Regions from separate parts of the Triticum aestivum genome. Here region 1 is linked to region 2. A link is a contact called in public Hi-C data. All regions are on one chromosome and are shown on one strand. Each heading gives the region's core, a stretch centred on a gene start, on an enhancer-like site or on the middle of the called end of the contact. The rest is flanking DNA. Distances are from core to core; before and after follow the strand shown. Region 1 holds the start of LOC123102637 (putative glutaredoxin-C14). Region 2 holds the start of LOC123102632 (E3 ubiquitin-protein ligase MIEL1).

Region 1 (7,004 bases), core at 4,273-6,772, 860 kb before region 2:
AGGAAAGGAATGCATTATTTAGTAGAGAAACCATGCACCACTCCAAACTGGGCTAGACACAAGCCATACACATTCACTGGCACGCGCTCACGGAAAGCATTGGTTGAGTCATGCGAGGAATATGGTATTCAGCTCTGTCCCTCTTGCCTCGGTCTTTGTGTAAAAAAGAGGTCTGACTCAATGTTTCACTTCCTACAAAATCACAGGAAACCAACAGTGTTCCTCTGTATCGGAATAGTATTCCTCCGGACTGGTTCCTGCAAATCAAACGGCGCTACAGTAGCAAATCCTATGGAACGAGCATTCCTACGTTTTTCCTATGAAAAATCCTTCAAATCAAAGGAGGCCTAAAAACATCACATAATTTGGGATCATAATCGACGCGGGCGAGGACGCCATAATCCGAGACGCGGGCCACACACCACGAGCGGAACCGGGCGAGGAGAGGGCGGCGACCGGGAGGCGCTGGCCGCGCACCGTGCCTGCCCGTTCGCCGGTGGATCCAAAGGACCAACTCCTCGCAATGTGCTTCAATGCTCCCTCATGATGGTGGAGACCGACATGTGCCAGCCGGCTCCGCCACAAAAACACCAAAGCACTCTCGCTCGGCATCGAGCAGTCGGAGCGCGAGGTTGCGGCGGAGCCAATGACCAAGGAGAAGGCCGAGAAGGCTGCCTGGCTGGCCAAGGCACAGGAGCGTACAGTTCGAAGGATGGCCGGCATCATCTCCTCCTCCCACGACGACTCCGACCTCGCCTAGCCCTCCAACGGATCCAGCTCCAACGACAAAGCCCCTCCGGCCGTGGACGCCTACATGACGGGGACAGCCACACCGGTGAGCACAAGGGGAGGGGCGACAAGGAAATGGTGATTTTCTTCGCCCTTCTCCGTCCTTCTGTTTTATCTAATAATTAATTATAGATGCATTTTAATGTGTTTGTTCACTCGTACTCAATAACTCTAGGCACGGTACTCTGAGTGCACCGCCAAACCCAAGTCACCGTGTATTATCATCACCACTTGCCGAACAAGATGATGTTGCATGAAGATGAAGGGGCACACCCGCACACTCTGATCAAGAAATTAAAATTCAAATTGTCCCATGGCATACAGGACCGGGGAAAAGACATCACCACATCATCAAAGCCATCCTTTTGCAAACACGAAATGCCGCACCTCAGAGGGAGTCGAACGTCATCACGGGAGCTTCAACACGTCGTACTCATGCACGTGCCACAGAGCCATTGTAGTAGAGGCCGATGGCGCCTAGACGTGGCAAGCCAAAGCCGTAGTATTCCCGCTCCACCACATACCTATTCGCGTCGCCACCGTTGATGATGCTGCGTCGCCAACCAAGCCGTCAGCCAGCCTCCGAACAGCAGCTGGACCACCAGTCCACCACTGCCAGATCAGGGGAGGTGCCGATGTAGTATTTGTGATGGAAAATAATTATAAATAACAAATAGGAGACGATAGTAAGCTACTATGATCAATATGCAATGCAACTATACACAATTTTTAGGTTAGAGATGTGCACATATCATTTGATAATGAACTGTTTATACATTTATTTATCAACTAGCTCTTTGAGAAAAGGTTGTGCAGGTTCTTTGAGAAAAGATTGTACACCTGCACAAATAGCGCTGGGATTACGACACGAACGTCGCTCGTACGTAAAACTCGCTCCTAGCAAGCTATAAGCCTTGCTATTGTCGGAACAGGATTGAAAAAACCAGTTCGATCGATGCTAACCAGGCCATTAGTTAGGTTATTCTAAGAAAATGCATATACTTGACACTCTTTGACAAAATTTTATTTCTCAGGTGGCACCTGCATTCCTCTATAGCCAGAGGGCACCTGCATTCCTCAGCATTGGGACGAGCTCGCCGCTAAGATGCATGGACATGACCCTGTTTGTCCCGCCGACAAGCTTCCCGCCGATGAACACCACTGGAACAGATGGGCCTTTCCCGAGCATCTTGAGGAGAGCTCTCTCCATCTCCTTTCCCCTGGGGTCTTGGTCGAGCTCATTGTGACGCCCCCGATTCAATCGTACACTAATCATACACGCAAACGTGTACGATCAAGATCAGGGACTCACGGGAAGATATCACAACACAACTCTACAAATAAAATAAGTCATACAAGCATCATATTACAAGCCAGGGGCCTCGAGGGCTCGAATACAAAAGCTCGATCATAGACGAGTCAGCGGAAGCAACAATATCTGAGTACAGACATAAGTTAAACAAGTTTGCCTTAAGAAGGCTAGCACAAACTGGGATACAGATCGAAAGAGGCGCAGGCCTCCTGCCTGGGATCCTCCTAACTACTCCTGGTCGTCATCAGCGGGCAGCACGTAGTAGTAGGCACCTCCGGTGTAATAGGAGTCGTCGTCGATGGTGGCGTCTGGCTCCTGGGCTCCAACATCTGGTTGCGACAACCAGGTAGAAGGGATAGGGGAAAAGAGGGAGAAAGCAACCGTGAGTACTCATCCAAAGTACTCGCAAGCAAGGAGCTACACTACATATGCATGGGTAAAAGTGAAAAGGGCCATATCGGTGGACTGAACTGCAGAAAGCCAGAATAAGAGGGGGGATAGCTAATCTTGTCGAAGACTACGCTTCTGGCAGCCTCCGTCTTGCAGCATGTAGAAGAGAGTAGACTGAAGTCCTCCAAGTAGCATCGCATAGCATAAACCTAACCGATGATCCTCCCCTCGTCGCCCTGTGAGAGAGCGATCATCGGTTGTATCTGGCACTTGGAAGGGTGTGTTTTATTAAGTATCCGGTTCTAGTTGTCATAAGGTCAAGGTACAACTCCAAATCGTCATGTTACCGAAGATCACGGCTATTCGAATAGATTAACTTCCCTGCAGGGGTGCACCACATTCCCCAACACGCTCGATCCCATTTGGCCGGACACACTTTCCTGGGTCATGCCCGGCCTCGGAAGATCAACACGTCGCAGCCCTACCTAGGCACAACAGAGAGGTCAGCACGTCGGTCTAAATCCTATGGCACAGGGGTCTGGGCCCATCGCCCTTTGCACACCTGCACGTTGCGTACGCGGCCGGAAGCAGACCTAGCCTAATGGCGTTCCAGTCCAATCCGGCGCGCGTCACTCAGTCGCTGACGTCACGAAGGCTTCGGCTGATACCACGACGCCGGGATACCCATAACTACTCCCACGTAGATGGTTAGTGCGTATAGACCAAATGGCCAGACTCAGATCAAATACCCAGATCTCGTTAAGCGTGTTAAGTATCCGCGAACGCCGATCAGGGCCAGGCCCACCTCTCTCCTAGGTGGTCGGAACCTGCCCTGTCGCTCCGCCTCAAAGATCCACTCGCGGGTGCTCCTACGAGCCGACCCGTCTTTAATCACCACATGTATCATGTATAAAGTATATAGTATATACCCGTGATCACCTCCCGAGTGTTCACGGCCCGGTAGTATAGCGTGGCAGACGGACAAGGATGTAGGGCCACAGATGGTACTACTAGCATCCTATACTAAGCAAGTAGGATTGCAGGTAAAGGTATCAACAGTAGTAGCAAGGACAGGCTATGCATCAGAATAGGATTAACAGAAAGCAGTAACATGCTACACTACTCTAATGCAAGCAGTATAGAGAAGAGTAGGTGATATCTGGTGATCAAAGGGGGGGCTTGCCTGGTTGCTCTGGCAAGAGAGAGGGGTCGTCAACAGCGTAGTCGGTCGGGGCACCAGTAGCGGCGTCGGTCTCGGTGTCTAGCGAGAGAAGAGGGGAAGAACAATAAATATTTAAGCAAACAGATGCATAGCGATGCATGACATGACAAGTATCGGTGCTAGGGGTGCCCTAACACGGTACGAGGTGGTACCGGTGAAGGGGGGAACATCCGGGAAATTATCCCCGGTGTTTCGCGTTTTCGGGAAGAGGAGCCGGAGGGGGAAAGTTACGCGTTCTCTATGCTAGGGTTGCGTGCCGGACGAACGGGTTGCGTATCCGGAATCGTCTCGTCGTTCCGAGCAACTTTCATGTACAAAGTTTTTTCCGAGCTACGGATTAAAAGATATGATTTTTCAAAGTTTTAAACACTATTCTGAAATTATTATTAATTAAAAAAAAGGTGAAATTGCTATGTGCACCCAGCAGAGTGCACACAGCAGGGCCACTAGAGGCTGACAATGGACCCCGTTGACCAGGTCAACTGTTGACTGGTCGACTAGGCAGGGGACCCACATGTCAGTTTCTGACAGTGTTGACTAATTGACTAATTAGGTAATTAGCAGGTTAATTATCAGGATTAATTAAGTTAATTCATTTAATTAACAAAATAATTATTTTAATTATTATTTACTTAATTAATTTTATTTACTCATTTAATTTTAAATTTTAATTAATTGATTTTTTTAAACAACGTTCTGGGCTGGGGCCCACTTGTCATCGACCCATGCGAGGCCTCACATGCCCAGCCTCACAGAGGAGGCCGGCGACGTTCACGGCGGTTCGTGGTCACAACAAAAAGGGGGCGGCGTCGATGCGGTGCCGCGGCGGGAGAGCGGCAGCGCCTAGCAGCGAGGCAGCAACAGCAGCATCATGCAGCGGTGGAGCGCGAAGGAAGGAGGCAGCGGCAGCGTCAATCGTCGGCAGCAGCAGGCGAGGCACGCGGAGTCGTAGGGCAATGGCAGCGGACTCGGGGAGGCGTCGGGGTCGCGTCCGGCGAACGGCGGCGAGGTGCTGTAGGGCGGAGGCGCGGTCCTCGGGCGCGGGCTCGCCGGCGAGGTGGGGCTCCAGCGCGGCAAGTGATCGGGCGGAGGGTGCTCGGTGTCGCTGGAGAACGAGAGGGAGTGGGGGTCTCGATCGGGAGGAGTGGGGGGGTTCGTGCGGGAGGAGTGGGGGGGTCGTGCGAGGCGACGGGATGGGCGCCGCCCAGATCCAGGGGGCGAGGGGAGTGAGGGGGGGATCGGGGACGGGAGTGGTGGACGGTGGGTTAGGGTTTGGGGGGGGGGGGGGGGGGGGAATGGATAAGGGGAGGGGGGAGGCCGGTTGGGCCTGCGCCCGAATGGGCCGGCCAACTGGGCCAGTAGGCCGTGGGAGGGGGTTCCCTCTTTCTTCTTTTTTTTGTTTTGTTAGTTTCTTTCTTTTATTTATTTTCCTTTTCTGTCTTTATTTATTTTAAAATACTTAGGAAGTTTATAAAATTGTGTTTATTACACCATATTGACCTATGTAAAATATGGCATCTCCCGAACACTTTTGTTTTAAATTTTGAAAAACTTTTATTGTTTGCTTTGATTTTGAAATTTGAATTCGAATGGGATTGAATCATCGCGAGGTTTACAACAGTAAGAGTGGTGACGAGGCATCATTAGCAGAGGTTACTGTAGCTTGATTATCCGGGCGTCACACTCATGCACCAGTGCATTGACACCCAGGTCGCAAAAGAGCCACGCCATGGTATGGCACATGCAGCAGGAGCTCAAAGTGAAGATCACCACCGCTCGCTCGGACGCCAGCTTCATCACGCAGTCCATCTGCCTTCTAAGTAAGTTCTAATGGGTTATGTGTGTACGTGCACGGATCTCTGAACGTGCTTTGCTTTGAGGTTTGAAGAGGACTTTGAAATGTGATTGAGCCTTGTGTAGCTCTAGCTAGTTATTGCTACCTTGTGTTGTGCCAAAGAGGAAACCTGGATGGTTTACTAGCACAGGGGTGGCTTCCTTTTATAGAGCTGCAAAAGGGCGGTGCTTCTTTGATCTTTCTATGCACTAGCTAGGGTGTCCTTCATGCATGGGTTGGGTTGGAATATCCGGTGCAAGTAAGATCAGGAAGTGTTTGGAACAGATCAGTGTGATCTAGCAGCCATCTTTAACATTGCACAAAGAGCATTTTGGATTTTTCTAGAAAAAATAAATGAAAGCTCCTAGCTAGCATGCCTGGGATTGGCGCCATTGGTTTGTTCAAAAGCATATTGGTTGATATCCAAGAGGAGATGAGATTAGATAATGCACGAGTGGAGCCGTGTTCTGATCAACATGGACCCAAACACGCGACTGGAATAATCCGATTGATTTTCTAAGTGTTGACCTAGCTAGAGGGAATCTCGTATATATGCCTACGGACTGATCCTACTTTTAAATCGATCTATCTATTGGCTGTTTGTCAAGCCAACTAATCTTCAGGAGAACTAATTAAGACTTGGAAGGAGTGGTCAATCCTAATTGACTCATGCAAGTATGGTAATGGGTGATAGAATGCACAGGCCACAGATTAAGATCCACCAGTGCCCATATCCACCAGTGCATCGAGTAGAAATTTGGAAAATAAAGTGGTCGGAATATGAGTCTCATCATCGATAGTGTACTCATGCATACTATCTCAAAGCGGCCAAGCCAATGGGATGAAATTTCAGTACGAAAACAGATGAACAACTTGATTTTTGCTGGTTTTTACTTAACTAGGTCACTCTGTTCTACATATTTGCCCTTTTTCTCAGTGACTCATTTCTACTTAATTGAAAGGCAGTGCTCCTGTCAGTTTCATGGAAGTATAGATGAACAGAAGCTTGCAATGGTGAAAACGTGTCAACCTGCGACAACAAGAACCGTATCGACAATGACGCGGAATGTCGATATGGTACGGCCAATACTTTGCTTGTAAGGAAACCGATTCCGACTAGCTACCTCAGGCTCGCCTGGTTTCTGGTTAACCGGCAATGAGTCGCCACAGGTTCAGAGAATAGCATCGTTGACAGAGCTCTCAGGGCTCCTTTGATTCAAAGGAATTGCATAGGATTTTTGGAGGATTTAAACCCTTAGGAATTTTTTCTGTGATGCTCATTTGATTCATAGGATTGGCATCCTTAGAAATTTTTCCATATGATCCATTTGTACTACATTTTGGAAGAAAATTTCCATCCACTCAAAGCTCTTTGTAGAATTCCTTTATTTTTTCTAATGCTATCAAACATTCTTTCAAATCCTGTAGGATATTATGGGACATGTCACCCTATTCCT
Region 2 (6,530 bases), core at 3,290-5,789:
AGCTCAATCAGACATTACTAGCCAACCACAGTACCTTGCTTGACCTGCTTGAAATCCCACAACTTATGGACACGTATGTGACATGCATTGTTAGTGTTTCCTTGGGATATTTGCTTCATATTTGAGTTGACTGATGTTGTTGATATGCCATTGGTTTTTGTTTAATTTGTATGGATTATAGACACATATTCTTGTCCTGTACTGCATAGCTTCAAATGTTGTACCGATAATGAATCCCTAACAACAAGCTGCTGCTTACAGATGCATACGGAATGGGAACTATGATGAGGCACTCGATCTAGAAGCTTCTGTTAGTAAAATTTCGAAGTTGCACCCTGAGTAAGTCGAGTAACATAATACTTTGTTGTGGTCCGTCATTAAAATCATTAACTGTTTGCTATTTCAATTGAAGTTTACCTGTCATCCAAGGATTAGCTGCTGAAGTCAAGAAGACGATACAATCACTAATTTCTCAGCTTCTCCAAAAGCTTCGATCAAATATTCAGGTGATGATGCTTGTCGACTATTTATGTCAAGCACCATTTTCATATTTTACTCTGGCCCAGATTGTTCTGTGCTGTCCTCTGTGCAGTTGAGTGCTATAAGTATATTATGTTATCATGTAGTGGTAAATGTATTTCCTTGTGTTCAATAGTATCATTTCTTGCCCACGATTGCTTGATCTGTCTAATATCTTCTGCACACTTGTATCTAAGTCTGGTCCATTTTATCGCCTACAGTTACCCGAATGCCTCCGTATTGTCGCACATTTGCGCCGGATTGGAGTGTTCAGTGAATCAGAATTACGCCTACAGGTATTCTGAATCTTCCAAGTTATTTGATAGTACCATTCTGTTTATGAGTATTTGTTTCTGGTTATCATGTCTCTTGAGTTACCAAGTATGCTTAGTTGTATGGTAGAATCTCTTTTTCTATTAATAATGCAGACATTAGTTATGACATTACACTGCTTCTTTTTTATAGGTCATAACAGGGGTTAGAATACAATTTGTTTGTCTTCGCCTCCTAACTCTGATATAAGTTCTAGTTCCTGAGATGCAGGGAAGCTTGGCTTTCTGGGATTCTTGATGATCTGGACCAAAGGAATGTATATGATTATCTGAAAGGCATGGTGTCTTGCCACAGGACACATCTATTTGATGTTGTCAATCAATACCGAGCAATATTCAATAATGATAAATCTGGAAGTGAAGAGAACAGCGACGGTGGGCTGCTTTTCAGCTGGGCAATGCACCAAGTTAGTAATCACCTCACCACTCTTCAAGTTATGTTGCCAAATATAACAGAAGGTGGGTCCCTGTCAAACATGCTTGAAAACTGCATGGTAAGCATTTGCTTTCGTTTGAATTTCTAGCTGAGTAACAGTTGCACCAAAGGCTTGAATCTTTTGTAATGTTTTATCACTTGATCATCTTGCAGTATTGTGCGATGGGTCTCGGCTTGGTTGGACTGGATTTCCGTTGCCTGCTTCCACCAATTTTTGAAAAGTAATTGGTATTTGATTATTAAAATTTATTGTCTATGCTGGAAAGGGGTTGTATTTCCTGACATTATCTGCTTTGCAGTGCGGTTTTAAATTTATTCTCGAAGAATATGAGTACAGCGGTTGAGAATTTTCAGGTAAGCATCTATGTACTACGTGTTTGGACATGCTATTCCGTTCTTCTCTAGATAAACATAAGATGAATTCGTATTATAAGGTTGTTGACACTTTCTTCGTTCTTTCAAATTATACTCTGTAATTCCCTACACTCTTTCTCCTACAATTATTACTGTAGCACCATAAATTAACACCACTATAAAATTTTCTAATCATGCTAGGTTGTCTTGGATTCACATCGTTGGGTGCCGATGCCATCTATTGGCTTTGTCACAAATGGAGCTGTGGATGATACTTCTGATGATGTGACACCACCTTCTGTTTTGATGGAGCATCCACCTCTCGCAGTGTTTGTTAATGGTATGTTTTACTGGTAACATTTATCAGAAATTGACTTCTATTCTTCACGTGTTGGCTCTAATGGTGCTAGTGAGTATACAAGTTGACATGTCCGTATTTCATACTCTTGGATGCAGGTGTTTCGGCAGCAATGAATGAGCTAAAACCATGTGCACCATTGAGCTTGAAGCATGTCCTTGCTCAGGAGGTGGTGAAAGGATTGCAAGCAGTTTCTGACTCCCTAGTCAGATACAATGCCATGCGGATGCTGCGTGGAAATGAGTCTTCCCTTTTCCTCTCACTTTGCCAGGCATTTATTGAGGTAACTTAAGCTTCATAAGCACCACAAATGGAAGTAGGGGGGAAAAGTTTACCTCCAGAAAAGTAAAGAAAACAGGATATGCTGAAGGCCCAACACCCACCAGATCTAAATTCCAGTTCTGTGATATTTCTCTTTTGACTCAGAGAAGTCTCATATGTAAGTTCACTATCTCATCTCAGGTCGCATATCCTTATTGTGCTGCATGTTTTGGACGATGCTACCCCAACGGAGGAGTGCTGATCACAGAGTGCCCCAGCTTATTGGATGCTGTCAGCCAACTACCTATAAGATCAGGCTCTGGGATCAGCAGCATTGATCGAAAGTCGTCAGGAGGCATCGAAAGAAGGCAGTCCGGAGGCATAGAAAGAAAGCAGACAGGAGGCATCGAGAGAAAGCAGTTGGAAGGCATCGAGAGAAGGCAGTCAGGAGGCATTGAAAGAAGGCAGTCGATCGAGAGTGCTGGGACTGCGGCCTCTGAGAACGGACTTGTAACCAATGGCCCTGAGCCAGAGGTGACCAGCGACGCGGGAACCACTGCCGAACCAGCTGGTGCCGACATGCAGACCGATGCACCCGCAAACGCATAGCCTGAACCGCGTTGATGGAATCTGTCGAAGTTCTTGTTACGTTGAGCCGTTGCTGCAAGACTATGTTCATCGACAGTTTGGTTCATTATTTTTGGTCGTGGTCTTACAGTGTACACAAGAGAGCGTTGGATGTTAATCTGTACAATACACAATTGGAAATTTAGCTGTTCATCTCTAGCCCATACGTAGATGTTGTAGACCGGAGATTGTTTCGGACTGACAGTAAGTTGATAATATGAAGCGAGTGCTCTATGTTGTTGTTGACTGCACATCTGGTAATGAAGGTCGAACTGGAAGCCGCCTACTTTTTTTGTTTCTGAACGGAGGCGAAAGGTTTACCTCATCCATTCATTAAGCAGAAGAGAGTTGTTTGGTTAATTAACGAAAAAGGGACTAAAACTGTTACAAACAGTTGAGTGCCACACAAGAAACCCCCCATACACCTCAAGAAAAAGGGCTTCGTCAATGTGCACCACTGCGTCATCGGTCAATGTGCACCACTGCGTCATGGGTCATTGTCCTTCCTAAACTCTGAGCAAGCGACTCCGCTTTCTTCCTAAACTCTGAGCAAGCGACTCCGCTTTCGCCGAAGAGGAACATCGACCCTTGGCCTACTTTCCTAGCAACCTGTTTGGAACAAACGCAATTCCGCATCTCCTTGAAGGAATGAATTTAATATACAAGCAGGAATAGTAGAATTCAACAACCAGGTGCATACACACAAACAAACAAACAAGCAAAAAGAATGAGATGGTAGTGCAAGGGAAGAGTGCAAGCGAACGGAACTCTGTCGGTTTGAAACTTGGAATTGAATGAATAAAGTAGAGCAGCCGGTGGAGGAAGAAAGGGAAGGAGGTGCGTGCGAGAAAGATGCATCTCGCCATCTTCCTCTGCTGGCGTGCGTGCGGCCCATGCCATGTGCGCACCTCATCTCTTTATCTTCCTTGACAAGTTGGCATCAAACAGACCATTAAAAAAGGTGCAGTAGGCGACTACAGGACTTGCCTAACATAACGGTGCTTTTCCACCACCTGAATTTCACTGTTCAACCCTGCACGTTTTTTGTCCACGAATTTCGTGCGGATTTTGCATCCGTAAGGGTTGAGCTGAGCATAGCTTAGATGATTACATTTTTTATGGTGGAACCAACAGACCAGTGTTTAGCTTCCATACTTGAGATGTTTCCATCGACCAAGAGGCTCCTATGATGACTTCGTCAAATTTATGATGTTGTGTCAGCTCAATGTCTCAGAAGTGCTCATAGGAGTAGAGTGTGCATGCGTACAAATAAGTGTATATATGTGTATGTAACCATCTGTGATTGTATTGTGTTGAAAGATGTGCATTAGAAATCATCCATTTTAGAAAATGTGAAGTCAGCATTCCATCCCTACGGCAAGCCTTCAGTTGCAAGTTTATCGAGTTTAAATGTGCTTTCTGTTCATTGAGTTTTAACTTGAACTTCTGCCATTCTGAAGTTTGAATATATTTCTAGTTACATTATTCTATTCTACCCGTTACATGGAAAATCCTGAAATCCATCTCCCACAATTTCTGAGATGATGATGCGAGGGGACAGTTAGCAATTAAGGCAGTGGGTCCAACTCCCGGCTTGGCGACGGCCTTCCTCTTCCGGCTCCGGACCAATAAAACAAGAGGGAAGAAAAAGGGTTGGGGCCTAGCGGAGCGCCGGCCTCCACCTTCCTTCCTTCCTTCCCTCTTCGTATCGCGCGCCATTTTGACCCATAGGCCCCTTCCTTTACTCCTTTCTACCACTCTGCCACCGACTCCTCCCTCCCCTTCCCCTTCCCCACCACCACCCTCTCGCCGCCGACGCCGCCGCCGGGGATGGGGGGAACGCACTTCGCCGACGACGACCTCGCCCACGAGGCCACGGGCGACGGAGATGTGGGCCGCCGCGACGTGGGCAAGATGGAGCACGGGTTAGGCAGCGTCCCCTCCCCTCCCCTCCCCCCTTTTGCTGCGATTCGTCCTTCCCGGGGATCGAATTTGCTCGATTCCGCGCGATTGCCCCGTCTTTCCGTGGCGTCTGCCGCGCCCGTTGTCGCGATTTCGCTCCTTTGCTTGGTCCGATTGGTTCATTGCTTCGTCTCGCGGGACATCGTGATCCATCTCTGGTCTGCGCAGGTGCGAGCATTATCGGCGGAGATGCAAGATCGTAGCGCCCTGCTGCAAGGAGGTGTTCCCCTGCCGCCATTGCCACAACGACGCCACGGTACGCTGCTAGTAGCTATTGTTTTGCTCGCCACGGCCGCATAATTACCGTGCTCATCCATGTGGAGACCAACTAACCACGCCACGGTACGCTGCTAGTTATTGTTTTCCTCGCCACGGCCGCATAATTACCGTGCTCATCCATGTGGGAACCAACTCACCATGGCCGTGTAGTAATTAGCATCACTTACTCCATGTACAGTTTCACTGGGATGCTTAACAATTATTGGCTAATGCACTATCACCTTGTTGATGTAGAGTTAGTTCGTGCTTGAGAGGGAACTAAATCCCCCATAAAGGCCCCATCGTCCGTACTCCAAACAAGTCTAACATGGCAACCTTGCAAGTTGAGTTGGTTCGTCGATATTGAATCACCATGGCTCTAAATTTTGATCTTAATTTCGTTCATTTAATCTTGGACAACTTGTTTGGTTGAAGTTATGCACGATAAGTCGTCGTGTCAGATTTCAATAACTGGTAAAATAAATCTTCAGGGTGCTGGCAAAATAAATGTATAAACATAAGTTAATGTTCTTAATAGATCAAAACTGTAAATTAGCAAAATGGGAACTTGTCAGACTCATTGAGAACAGTTGCTCTTATTGGAGTCTAAACATTTCCATTGGAAAAAACAAATAAAAGAATTAGACCAAGGGGGAAGACGCCTCCCTGACTTATTCTTAAAGTGGGGCGATTTGCTCTTCCCCAGGGATCATATTTGTTCCATGTAATTGCCCCATCTTTCCGTGGTGTCTGACGCATTTCTTGGCGCGATTTCGCTCCTTTGCTTGGTCCTTTCCGTGGCACTCTTGTTGGAGTTTAAACATCTTCCCTTGAAAAAAAAGAATTAGACCAAGGGGGAGGACGTCTAACTTAAAGTGGGGCGAGTCCTCGAACCCGGGTGGGTGGGTGGGTTCACAACCATGTGTGCCCACCAAGGCACCCTGGGAGGGTTCTCTTTCCCTTTGAAAAATGGCAACTGTTAGATGTTGACAGTTTGCATAGAGCAGCTAACGAGCAACAAACTGCATTTATTGAATTTAACTAGTTTTGATGGCATTGTCTTCACTGTAGGCTTTGGGTGATCGGCATAATATATGTCGCCAGGATGTTGAAAAAGTACGCCTCGCAAGCCCTTTCTTTTTCTGTACAATCTGTAGACCTCAGCAGGTTCATAAATTCTGAATGACCGGTTGTCCTTTTCTGCTACAGGTAGTGTGTGTACTCTGTGATACTGAACAACCGGTACGACTTAAATACTAGTACAAACTTTTTTTACTTTGCAATCATGTCTCGTAGGATGTCATTATGCTCAAACTAAAACTCTTGTGTTGTTCAGGTGTCACAAGTGTGTGTAAGATGTGGAGTCAATATGGGAGAATACTTCTGTGATGTATGCAAGTTTTATGATGACGACGTATGTCTC

What was found. A called contact is a pair of places that touch in the nucleus more often than the background predicts.
Region 1: a Hi-C map of leaf shows a contact between it and region 2, with 8 times the contacts expected there. The contact joins the promoter of LOC123102637 here to the promoter of LOC123102632 in region 2. A contact is called at or near these places in 3 of 5 Hi-C or Micro-C datasets (all in leaf).

Annotation. Positions count from the first base shown.
Region 1 is chr5A:134,262,083-134,269,086 of IWGSC CS RefSeq v2.1, reverse strand. LOC123102637 (putative glutaredoxin-C14) reads right to left here and starts at 5,522. Exons shown (of 3, transcript XM_044524056.1): 1 at 5,398-5,522; 2 at 2,251-2,268; 3 at 1,841-2,009. The coding sequence starts at 5,522. The coding sequence ends at 1,841.
Region 2 is chr5A:133,397,928-133,404,457 of IWGSC CS RefSeq v2.1, reverse strand. It overlaps LOC123102632 (E3 ubiquitin-protein ligase MIEL1), which reads left to right and starts at 4,539. Exons shown (of 12, transcript XM_044524050.1): 1 at 4,539-4,812; 2 at 5,018-5,105; 3 at 6,179-6,223; 4 at 6,317-6,349; 5 at 6,444-6,521. The coding sequence starts at 4,718. It overlaps LOC123102633 (conserved oligomeric Golgi complex subunit 8), which reads left to right. Exons shown (of 12, transcript XM_044524051.1): 3 at 1-73; 4 at 262-339; 5 at 413-506; 6 at 741-815; 7 at 1,049-1,345; 8 at 1,441-1,508; 9 at 1,587-1,641; 10 at 1,843-1,981; 11 at 2,098-2,282; 12 at 2,462-3,138. The coding sequence ends at 2,869.